Regions from separate parts of the Sus scrofa genome. Here all the other regions are linked to region 1. The links are chromatin contacts, called in public HiChIP or PLAC-seq maps. All regions are on one chromosome and are shown on one strand. The core of a region is the stretch at or near the end of the contact, and the rest is flanking DNA. Distances in the headings are between cores, read along the strand shown. Region 1 has its middle 29 kb from the start of LNX1. Region 2 has its middle 140 kb from the start of CHIC2. Region 3 overlaps LNX1 (E3 ubiquitin-protein ligase LNX).

Region 1 (2,746 bases), core at 236-2,735:
TGTTTTGTAGGACTGTTCAATCAGAAATAAAATAAAAGAGCATAAAATGCTTAGCCTAGTATCAGGCACACCTTAAGTATTTAACAGATACTTTTAAAAATCGCATATGTCGTTTTGTTTTCTTTATGAGTTAGGATTCTAGGCCAGCGCAGGTGGCTGGGGGACAAGATCGTAATATGTACTCAGGGGCCTGTGCTGGGGTGGTGAAGCTGAGGGTGACCCCACGCTGTGTCACAGCCCCGGGAATCCCCAGATGTGCACCGATGGAAGGGTTTGCTGCAAAAGGAAGAAGAGTAAACAGGGTCAGGGAGCTTACAGGAGCTCAGAGAAAGAGTTAGGAGCAGAGGGGTCAGTCACTAAAGCAAGCTCAAGATGAATCCCTGACAAGAAGGAGTTCCCGTAGTGGCTCAGTGGTAATGAACCCGACGAGTATCCATGAGGACTCAGTTCAATGCCTGGCTCCGCTTATTGGGTTAAGGATCAGGTGTTGCCGTGGGCTGTGGTGTAGATCACAGACACGCTCAATCTGGTGTTGCTGTGGCTGTGGTGTAGACTGGTAGCTGTAGCTCCAATCCTACCCCTAGCCTGGGAACTCCCATATGTTGTTGGAAAAAAAAAAAAAAAAAAAAAAAAAAAGGAAACCCTGGCAAGGAAACCTCATGCTCTTTTTTTTGTTTGTTTGTTTGTTTTAATTGTACTGGAGGATAGTTAACTTACAATATTATGTTAGTTTTGGGTGTACAGCAAAGTGAATCAGCCATACATATACATATATCCACTCTCTTCAGATTCTTTTCCCATATAGGTTATTACAGAGGATTGAGTGCAGTTCCCTGTGCTATACAGCAGGTCCTTGTTAGTTATCTATTTTATATACAATAGTGTATCTATGTTAAGTCCAACTTCATAATTTATAATCCCCTCATGTTTTCCCTTTGGTAACCATAAATTTGATTTCAAAGCCTGTGAGTCTCTTTCTATTTTGTAAATAAGTTCTTTTGTATCATTTTAAATTACATTCCACATATAAGTTATCTTACTTATATTTGCGTTTCTCTGTCAGAAACCTCACGCTCTTATCTGGAGTACTGCTCTTGGGATCTCACTCAAACTCCATCCTACAAAGGCGGGAGAGAGAGACAGAGAGAGACCGGGCCAATGTGCAGCCACCCAACCCAGCTGTCTCTTGGAACTTGCTTCCTGCCTCGCTGGGGAGAGAGATGTGTTCTTGGCCCAGTCGTCATCCATGACCTTAGAGCACTGGGGGAGGCTGGCCAGGGGAAACAGAAGGACCCCTCCTTTTGCTGCCCTGGGAACCCTCTAGGGGATGCTTTAGGGTGAAGTCCGCACATGAGGTCATGGGGAAGGCAGCTCACCCTCACGGGGGATCTTGAGGGATGGTAGAGAAACTGCAGGGTCGGGGGACAGCCCGTGAGCTATTTTAGGCCAGGCCCAGGCTGGAGTCAATGGAGGTTTTGTTTATGTAACATCTGCAGAAGGCCCTTTGGAGAAAAATGACCCCAGTTTCCAGGCCAGGGCTGCAGCGAGCAGGGGTGTGGCAGGAGCTTCCTGTTGTTCTTGGCCCGGCTGCCCAGAGGGTGGTGCAGCTCCCCTCCTGGAGCTGCTGGTCTGCACTGCTTGCTCTTTCCTGTCACCCTTGCTCAGCTCCCTTTCTTCAGGGTAGCGCAGGCTGGGTGTCCCTCGGCCGAGGGGTGGTGGGGAAGTGGGGGGACTCAGGCTCCATGCCCCATAGTCGGCCTCCTGACCCCAGGCTTCTGCCCACTCTGTAGCCTCAGATGCTTCAGGGTATCCTTCCTGCACATGAACTTGGCTGAACATGTTCACTCTCAGAGCTGGTGCTGAGGGAAAGGGGTAGGGCCCAGGGCAACCCAGCCTGGGCCCAAATCCAGCTCTGCCATTTGGTACTGCCGCCATCTAGGGCAAGTTGCATAATCCCCTCAGTTATTTATTACATGCAAAAATGCATATAAATCCATCAGACATAAATAATACATGTCAATTTCCCTCCCACCAGCCTTGCTCCAAAGCACTAGGACTATTTTCGTATCTTTTTGAAACACAGATCCCCTTGGTGCTGAGATCTAAAGGTTTGTGTCCCTCTAAAATTCATATGTGGAAATCCTGACTCCCAAAGAGATGGTATTTAGGAGGTGGGGCCTTTGGAAGGTGATGACATCATGGGGGTGAAGCGCTCGTGAATGGGATTAGTGCCCTGATAGAGGGACTCCAGAGAGATCCCTCCCTTCACCACATGAGGATTCCACTCAAGAGATCTGCAACCCAGAACATTTATACTAATTCTATGATCTCAGACTTCCAGCCTCCAGAACTGTGAGAAATAACTGCCTGTTGTTTATTAGCCACCAGGTCTAAGGTGTTTTGTTACAGCAGCCTGAATACAGCAATTGGGAAGGGTAGGAGTAAGAAAGACATATATTTATTTATTTGCTTTTTTAGGGACCGCACCTGCAGCATATAGAGGTTCCCAGGCTAGGGGTCAAATTGGAGCTATAGCCGCCGGCCTCTGCCAGAGCCACAGCAACTAGGGATCCGAGCCTCATCTTCAAACTACACCGTAGCTCATGGCAGCACCAGATCCTTAACTCTCCCACTGAGTGAGGCCGGGGATCAAACCCACAACCTCATGGTCACTAGTTGGCTTTGTTTCCACTGTGCCACAATGGGAACTCCAGAAAGACTTTTTTAAGTTTAAGTAAAATGTACA
Region 2 (2,735 bases), core at 119-2,618, 200 kb before region 1:
GAGCATCCACCATCCATCTGCCTTTGGAAACCTGCCTGCTCTTCAGGGCTCAGTGCAAAGGCTTTTTCTTTTATGATGTTTCCCTTTGGCCCTCTGCTCCAAATGAATACACCCTCTCCTTTTGCCATTTGTTTGTATTTTTCTTCCTGGTGAATTCAATTCTGCCTTGTATCATGGTTACTTACGGCCTTGTCTGCTTCTTCTTACTGGATGCTTAGTCTTTGAAAAGCTAGAAGAGTGTCCTTTTCACCTTTGTGTGTCCAACACACAACCTTACACATGTCAGGAGCTCAAAAATATGAACAAAATGTGGGGATCAATCTGGAATTAACAAATACTCCCCTGTCAAAAGAAGACAGTATATGTATGTGTATATACATACAGACATACCTATATATATAGTTAAAAATATATATATAGTTAAAAATAGCTTGATATGTTGGGAAAATGTGCTTTGTTTCTTTGTTTGTTGTTTGCTTTTTATGGCTGCACCTGCAGCCTATGGAAGCTCCCAGGTTAGTGGGTGAATCGAAGCTGCAGCAGCCGGCCTACACCACAGCCACAGCAACACGGGATCCAAGCCACACCTGCAACCTACCCTGCATCTCGAGGCAACGCCGGATCCTTAACCCGCTCAGTGAAGCCAGGGATGGAACCTGTGTCCTCATAGATACTAGTTGGGCTTGTAACCCGCTGAGCCACAACGGGAACTCCCCAGATGTGCATTTTTGAATGCTCAGGTTGTAATCCTTTATTGGGTAAAATGACACGTTCATGGAAACTCCTCTCCTAAATGTGCATCTAGCCCCACCCAATATGGTGACATCCCAGGCAGGAGACAGGATAACCTTGCCAGGACCTAATTTTTGAATGTGCAGGGCGCATGTGGATCTTATTTTGAAATGACTGAAAATTCTCTAAGTCTGGCCTGAGAGGAAAATCTGAGTCCCTTTCCCCATATGCTGATAATACAATCTGAGCACAAAGAGAAGCAACTGATAAACCTACAGACCTGGTCTCCATCTGCACGAGGAAGGGTGTGAACTCAATGAGCCTTTGTGCGTCGTTAGAGTTTGAAAAAGATGACACCTTCCTTTATTTTCTTTGAGAGGTTTAGTCCATCTTAATTTAAAAGGAAAAAAAAAAAAGAACCCCTAATTTCTCCATGGGTCAGGCTTTCACAGCGCGGGGAAAAGAGTGACTTTTACAAACGCACTGCTTATTTTGTGGTGACTGCAGAGCCTAATATCTAATCTACTTCCCCACTTCCTGTGTTATGAAATGCTGGGCATAGTTTTCTCTTGGCTCAGTTGCATTTCGATAAGAGCCAAGAGCTGGAATGAAAGACGCAGCGAACACTGCCCTCTTTCGTCCGCCCAGGGTTTGTGCCGCTTCTTCCGGATGAATGTGCGTAAGGCTCAGTCAACCTTGGTGTGTAATTCCGTTTTAATTGTTCCCTGTGTGACCCTGTTTTAGCAACCTGGGACATCTTTATTTTGGTGTCCCAAACAGTTTAGCTTACCCAGGGCCACCGCTTTGCACCCCAAACCATTTAATGATGGTTGTTCCGTGCTGCCCCTCAAATGCGGGTGTAAGGCAGAAAAGAGGATCTGTTGTTGGCAGTTTCTCTGCTCCGTTTGGATTACTAGGGAGCAAAAGATAAAACCCGGGCAGAAAGCAATGTGTCAGCAGGAACGGACCAAGGTTCCCTACCCACTGGGTAACCCTTTGCTTGGGAGAGATGGTTTCGTCTGAGTAGCTTGAGAACTTCTCAAATAATTCGGTTATGAAGCTCTTGTAACTGTCTTGGGAGATAGGAAGGAAGAGACTTTGTGGACAGAATAAATTGCCAGAGCACTTGAACTGACCAAAGCAGTGCTGGCAGGGAAGGGCCTTTCTGTTTTTGGAATGACTTATACATTTTTAAAAGGCCTATGTGGAAATTAAAAATTTATATGCCCTCTTTGAGTGGTTGACCTGAATCACGATTTGTAGTGACTTCTTTCTTGTGAGCCTATGTTTGGAGGGGCTTCGGGGTACACAGATCGGGGGGAGGGAAGAAGAGGTGCTGGGGGGCCCTGAGCTTATGAGGACAGGTTAGAGCCCTCTTGGCTCTGTGCCTGAATGCAAATTACTTCATTTGGGGAGTTCTTGTGTTTCAGTGAGTTAAGAACCCGACTGGTATCCATGAGGGTGTGGGTTCAATCCCTGGCCTCGCTCAGTGAGTTAAGGATCTGGTGTTGCCATGAGCTGTGGTGTAGGTCACAGATGAGGCTTGGATCTGGCATTGCTGTGGCTGTGGCTGTGGCTGTAGCACAGCTGCAGCTCCAATTAGACCCCTAGCCTGGGAACTTCCATATGCCACACTTGCAGCCCTAAAAAGAAAAAAAAAATTCACTTCATTTGGTTTGAAAGCTTTAAACGTCATATTGTTGAGGCTTCTGTGCATCAATTAATCATCTTCTGTGTCCGTGCACCTGCTGTGTATGCAATCAGGCATCAAGGCGCCTAGGAAAGATGTGTTCTGATGGGAAAGGGGAGACTTCATTGGGGCTTCAAATTCTAGGAAATCAAGTTTGTGGTCTGCAAACTGAATCACTCTGTTCTTAAATTTTAGCCCGAGTTCCTGCAGCTTTGGGTCCTTCCTTTCCCAGGACAGTTCTGGAGACAGACCTTCAGCTCCATTCTGCTCCGAAGGGAACTTGTGCTGTGTCAGGTCATTTGGAAAAAATGAT
Region 3 (3,073 bases), core at 440-2,939, 230 kb after region 1:
GAAAAATTGGGTTGAGGCCTAGAATGGAAAACATTCCAGGCAGAGAAACTTATGCTGGCACAGAGGCAGGAAGATGGAAAACATGTACGAGGAACGAAGAATAGTTTAGTTTGGCTGCAACCAAAGCTTGGCAAGGAGAAGAGTGGCTGGAAATGTCCGTTGGGTGGGTGTCTTAAATAAACACTGTCTCTGTCCATTTTAGTCTTTCCAAGGTTGTATCACCTGATTCCAGATGGTGAAATTACCAGCATCAAGATCAATCGCGTGGATCCCAATGAAAACCTCTCCATTAGGCTGGTGGGAGGCAGCGAAACCCCCCTGGTCCATATCATTATCCAGCACATTTATCGTGATGGGGTGATTGCCAGAGACGGCCGGCTACTGCCAGGAGACATCATCCTAAAGGTAGAGACCATGGCTTTGGAGCCTTCTTAATAAAAGTCACTTTAGAGAAGATGGATGGATGGATGGACGGACGGATGGTTGAATGGATGGTTGAATGGATGGATGGGTAACACACTCATTAAATGTGGAACCGTCACTTTCCATAGTTATTATGTTATATGACTCTTCTTACAAGATTTGTGATTTGAGATCAGTCTTTGCCCTTCTGTCCTTCTTGTTCTTTTGCTCTCTCCTTCTCTCTCTGTATAAGTACTGTCTCTGTATCATTTTGTCTGTCTTCCTCCATCTCCCTTCTCCTGTCTCCCCTCCCTTATCTCTCCTCCCCCTCCTTATCTCTTCCTTCGTCTCCTCCTCCTCCTCTTCCCCCCACCACTTCCTCCTACTTTAAGTAGCAACAACATAAAACAATATAAAACTGGAGCATAGATCTTCTTCAGTTGTTTTTAGGGGAGTTCGCATCATGGCTCAGAGGAAACAAACCCGACCAGGATCCACGAGGACGTGGGTTCAAATCCTGGCCTCACTCAGTGGGTCAAGGATCTGGTGTGGCCATGAGCTGTGATGTCGGTTGCAGATATGGCTCGGATCTGATATTGCTGTGGCTGTGGCATAAGCTGGCGGCTACAGCTCCATGTGCCATGGGTACAGCCCGAAAAAGACAAAAAAAAATTTTTTAGGGCATATTAATGGAACATTTTGCATTTTATCTAATCCCTCACATTCACACACCCTTCTAAAATAAATTTCCTATAACTTGATGTCTCTTTATGAAAACAAAACAAAACAAAAAAAAAACACAAAAAAAACCCAAGACCCCAAGCGATCCCTGCCAACCCACAGACCTTCCAGAGGAGACAGGTGGAGGGGGGAACAGAACGCCTTACTATTCCCTGAGACTTGGTGGAGGGGAGGATGTGAAGGAGGAATTTTCAGAAGAAGAGAAAGGATAGAGGAAGAGCTGTTTATCAGACAGAAGTCCAATGTGTGCCAAGAGTGATAAGAAATCCCCCTCACTTGGTCATATATTTCCTGTCTGATACTCAGATGACAGTTTCATCCATCCCTTCAGGGTTACTGAGGGGCCAGCTCCTGACACAGCATGAGCTGTTCCTCTGGCAAAGCAATTCTTATTCTTTGGACTAAGAGGAGAAAGAATTTCAAGTGGTCGTTGGAGAAACACTGATAGTCCCGCTGGCCTCCGAGGTGGAGTTCGAGGCAGGGCCCATTCACCACAAGGGACCGTCAGCGTTCAAGCAGCGACACTCTGCATGGCTTCCTCCCAGTTCTATGGAAACTCTGCTGTGGGGGAGGCTCGCATAATGAAAACATCGTGATCCCTATGGCCTTCCACTGGCGCTTGCCGGCAAAAGAGCAGCCAGGACGGTTTTGCAGGCGACCCTGATTTTCTCGTGGTCTGAGTGTGAGGGGGGAAACAAGCCAGACACAGGAGGAAGGGGAGGAGAGCTCACCTGTGCCTGGACAAAGGGGGGAGCTTTGTCTGTGCGCACGGGAGCCTCCCTCCAGCCCTGGAGATGCAGCAGCAGGATGGCCCATGAAAATCCCCCTCCAAGGCTCAGTTGGCCGCAAGGACAAGAAATCTTACCAAACCACAGAAATCCAAGAAGGTTGTTTCTCTTCTGTAGGGCCTCCTCCCGTAAGCACAGAGTGCAGTGCTGCTGGGAAATTTTCTCCCCAAGCCTCAACCACCACTGGGAGCTGAAGCCCTCAGGCTGAGCCTGCTTGGAGTAATTCAAACCCGAAAGCCTCTCGCAGCATCAGCCCTGCAGGTCCTTAGTGAAGGACAACTGAGAGGGCCAAGCTGACGGACATTTAAGTAGCTTAAGAGAGTGTGATCCAGACTTTCAGTAAAAGAGTCTAGAAGTTTCCATTCACATCAGTGTTTGAAATAGCGCAGAGCTGTTTTCTTCTGTCGAGAACATGAGCAAAAGACCTTGGAGGCGAGTACTTTGAGACTTCACACAGGCACATGCACACAGTCACACCTTTTCACACTCATTGCACGTTTGCCAATACATGTACACACACATCCCCCCCATGGGCGTGCACACACGCACACACACACATACACACACACACAGATTACGACCTTTCATACACATTCACACACTTGCCAATACAAATGTATTCATGTACACACACATCCACCCTCCAATACACACACACACACACACACACACACACACACAGAGTAGCGGGGTGGCGAAGTTCCAGTACGCGTGACCCAGGGAGGAAAAAGTCCTTTGGAGATATTTGGAAAAAAAAAATGTCAACTCAGTTGGAATTGAACAGCAAGTTTAATATAATTATTGGAGGTCAATGGGACTTTTTCTTTCCTTCTTTTGCCTTTTCCCACTTTTTCCTTTTTCTTGCCCCCTCTAGATGAAAACGTCAGTTTAGCCAGCACCAGAAATGAGAGTTAGGACTGTATAAATAAATGTGAGGGCCTGTGTAGGGACAGGGCTGAAGAAAGATGGTGTCTACTGAGAGATTTGAAAAGGTGTGCAGGTAACACCCAAGGAAAACGGAGTTAGGAACCCTGTGGGATGATGGGGGTTATCTGGACGTTTGGACAGAGGTTAAGGTGACAGCAGAGCGGTCCTTCAGGAAGGGCCCTGGTGATCTGTGGGCTGGCCTTTTAGGCAGGGTT

Evidence for each region. HiChIP or PLAC-seq counts read pairs in DNA pulled down with a chosen protein or histone mark.
Region 2: a contact with region 1 is called in an H3K27ac HiChIP or PLAC-seq map of skeletal muscle, with 9 times the contacts expected there. The contact joins two enhancer-like sites. A contact is called at or near these places in 9 of 47 Hi-C or Micro-C datasets (embryonic fibroblasts, fetal heart ventricle, heart right ventricle and 3 more) and 1 of 2 datasets of contacts at active chromatin or transcription factors (skeletal muscle).
Region 3: an H3K27ac HiChIP or PLAC-seq map of skeletal muscle shows a contact between it and region 1, with 9 times the contacts expected there. The contact joins two enhancer-like sites. A contact is called at or near these places in 1 of 47 Hi-C or Micro-C datasets (liver) and 1 of 2 datasets of contacts at active chromatin or transcription factors (skeletal muscle).

What each region holds. Positions count from the first base shown.
Region 1 is chr8:40,500,715-40,503,460 of Sscrofa11.1, reverse strand. No RefSeq gene overlaps it. Among named protein-coding and RNA genes, the nearest start is that of LNX1, 29 kb to the right of the region's middle. Within about 2 kb of position 1,485, at least 19 of the 83 cell types and tissues checked have an H3K27ac peak or open chromatin away from gene starts, as enhancers often do. A contact at or near this core is called in skeletal muscle, where this site is marked.
Region 2 is chr8:40,700,979-40,703,713 of Sscrofa11.1, reverse strand. No RefSeq gene overlaps it. Among named protein-coding and RNA genes, the nearest start is that of CHIC2, 140 kb to the left of the region's middle. Within about 2 kb of position 1,368, at least 12 of the 83 cell types and tissues checked have an H3K27ac peak or open chromatin away from gene starts, as enhancers often do. A contact at or near this core is called in skeletal muscle, where this site is marked.
Region 3 is chr8:40,266,282-40,269,354 of Sscrofa11.1, reverse strand. It overlaps LNX1 (E3 ubiquitin-protein ligase LNX), which reads left to right. Exons shown (of 15, transcript XM_021101221.1): 9 at 203-405. Among named protein-coding and RNA genes, the nearest start is that of FIP1L1, 110 kb to the right of the region's middle. Within about 2 kb of position 1,689, at least 8 of the 83 cell types and tissues checked have an H3K27ac peak or open chromatin away from gene starts, as enhancers often do. A contact at or near this core is called in skeletal muscle, where this site is marked.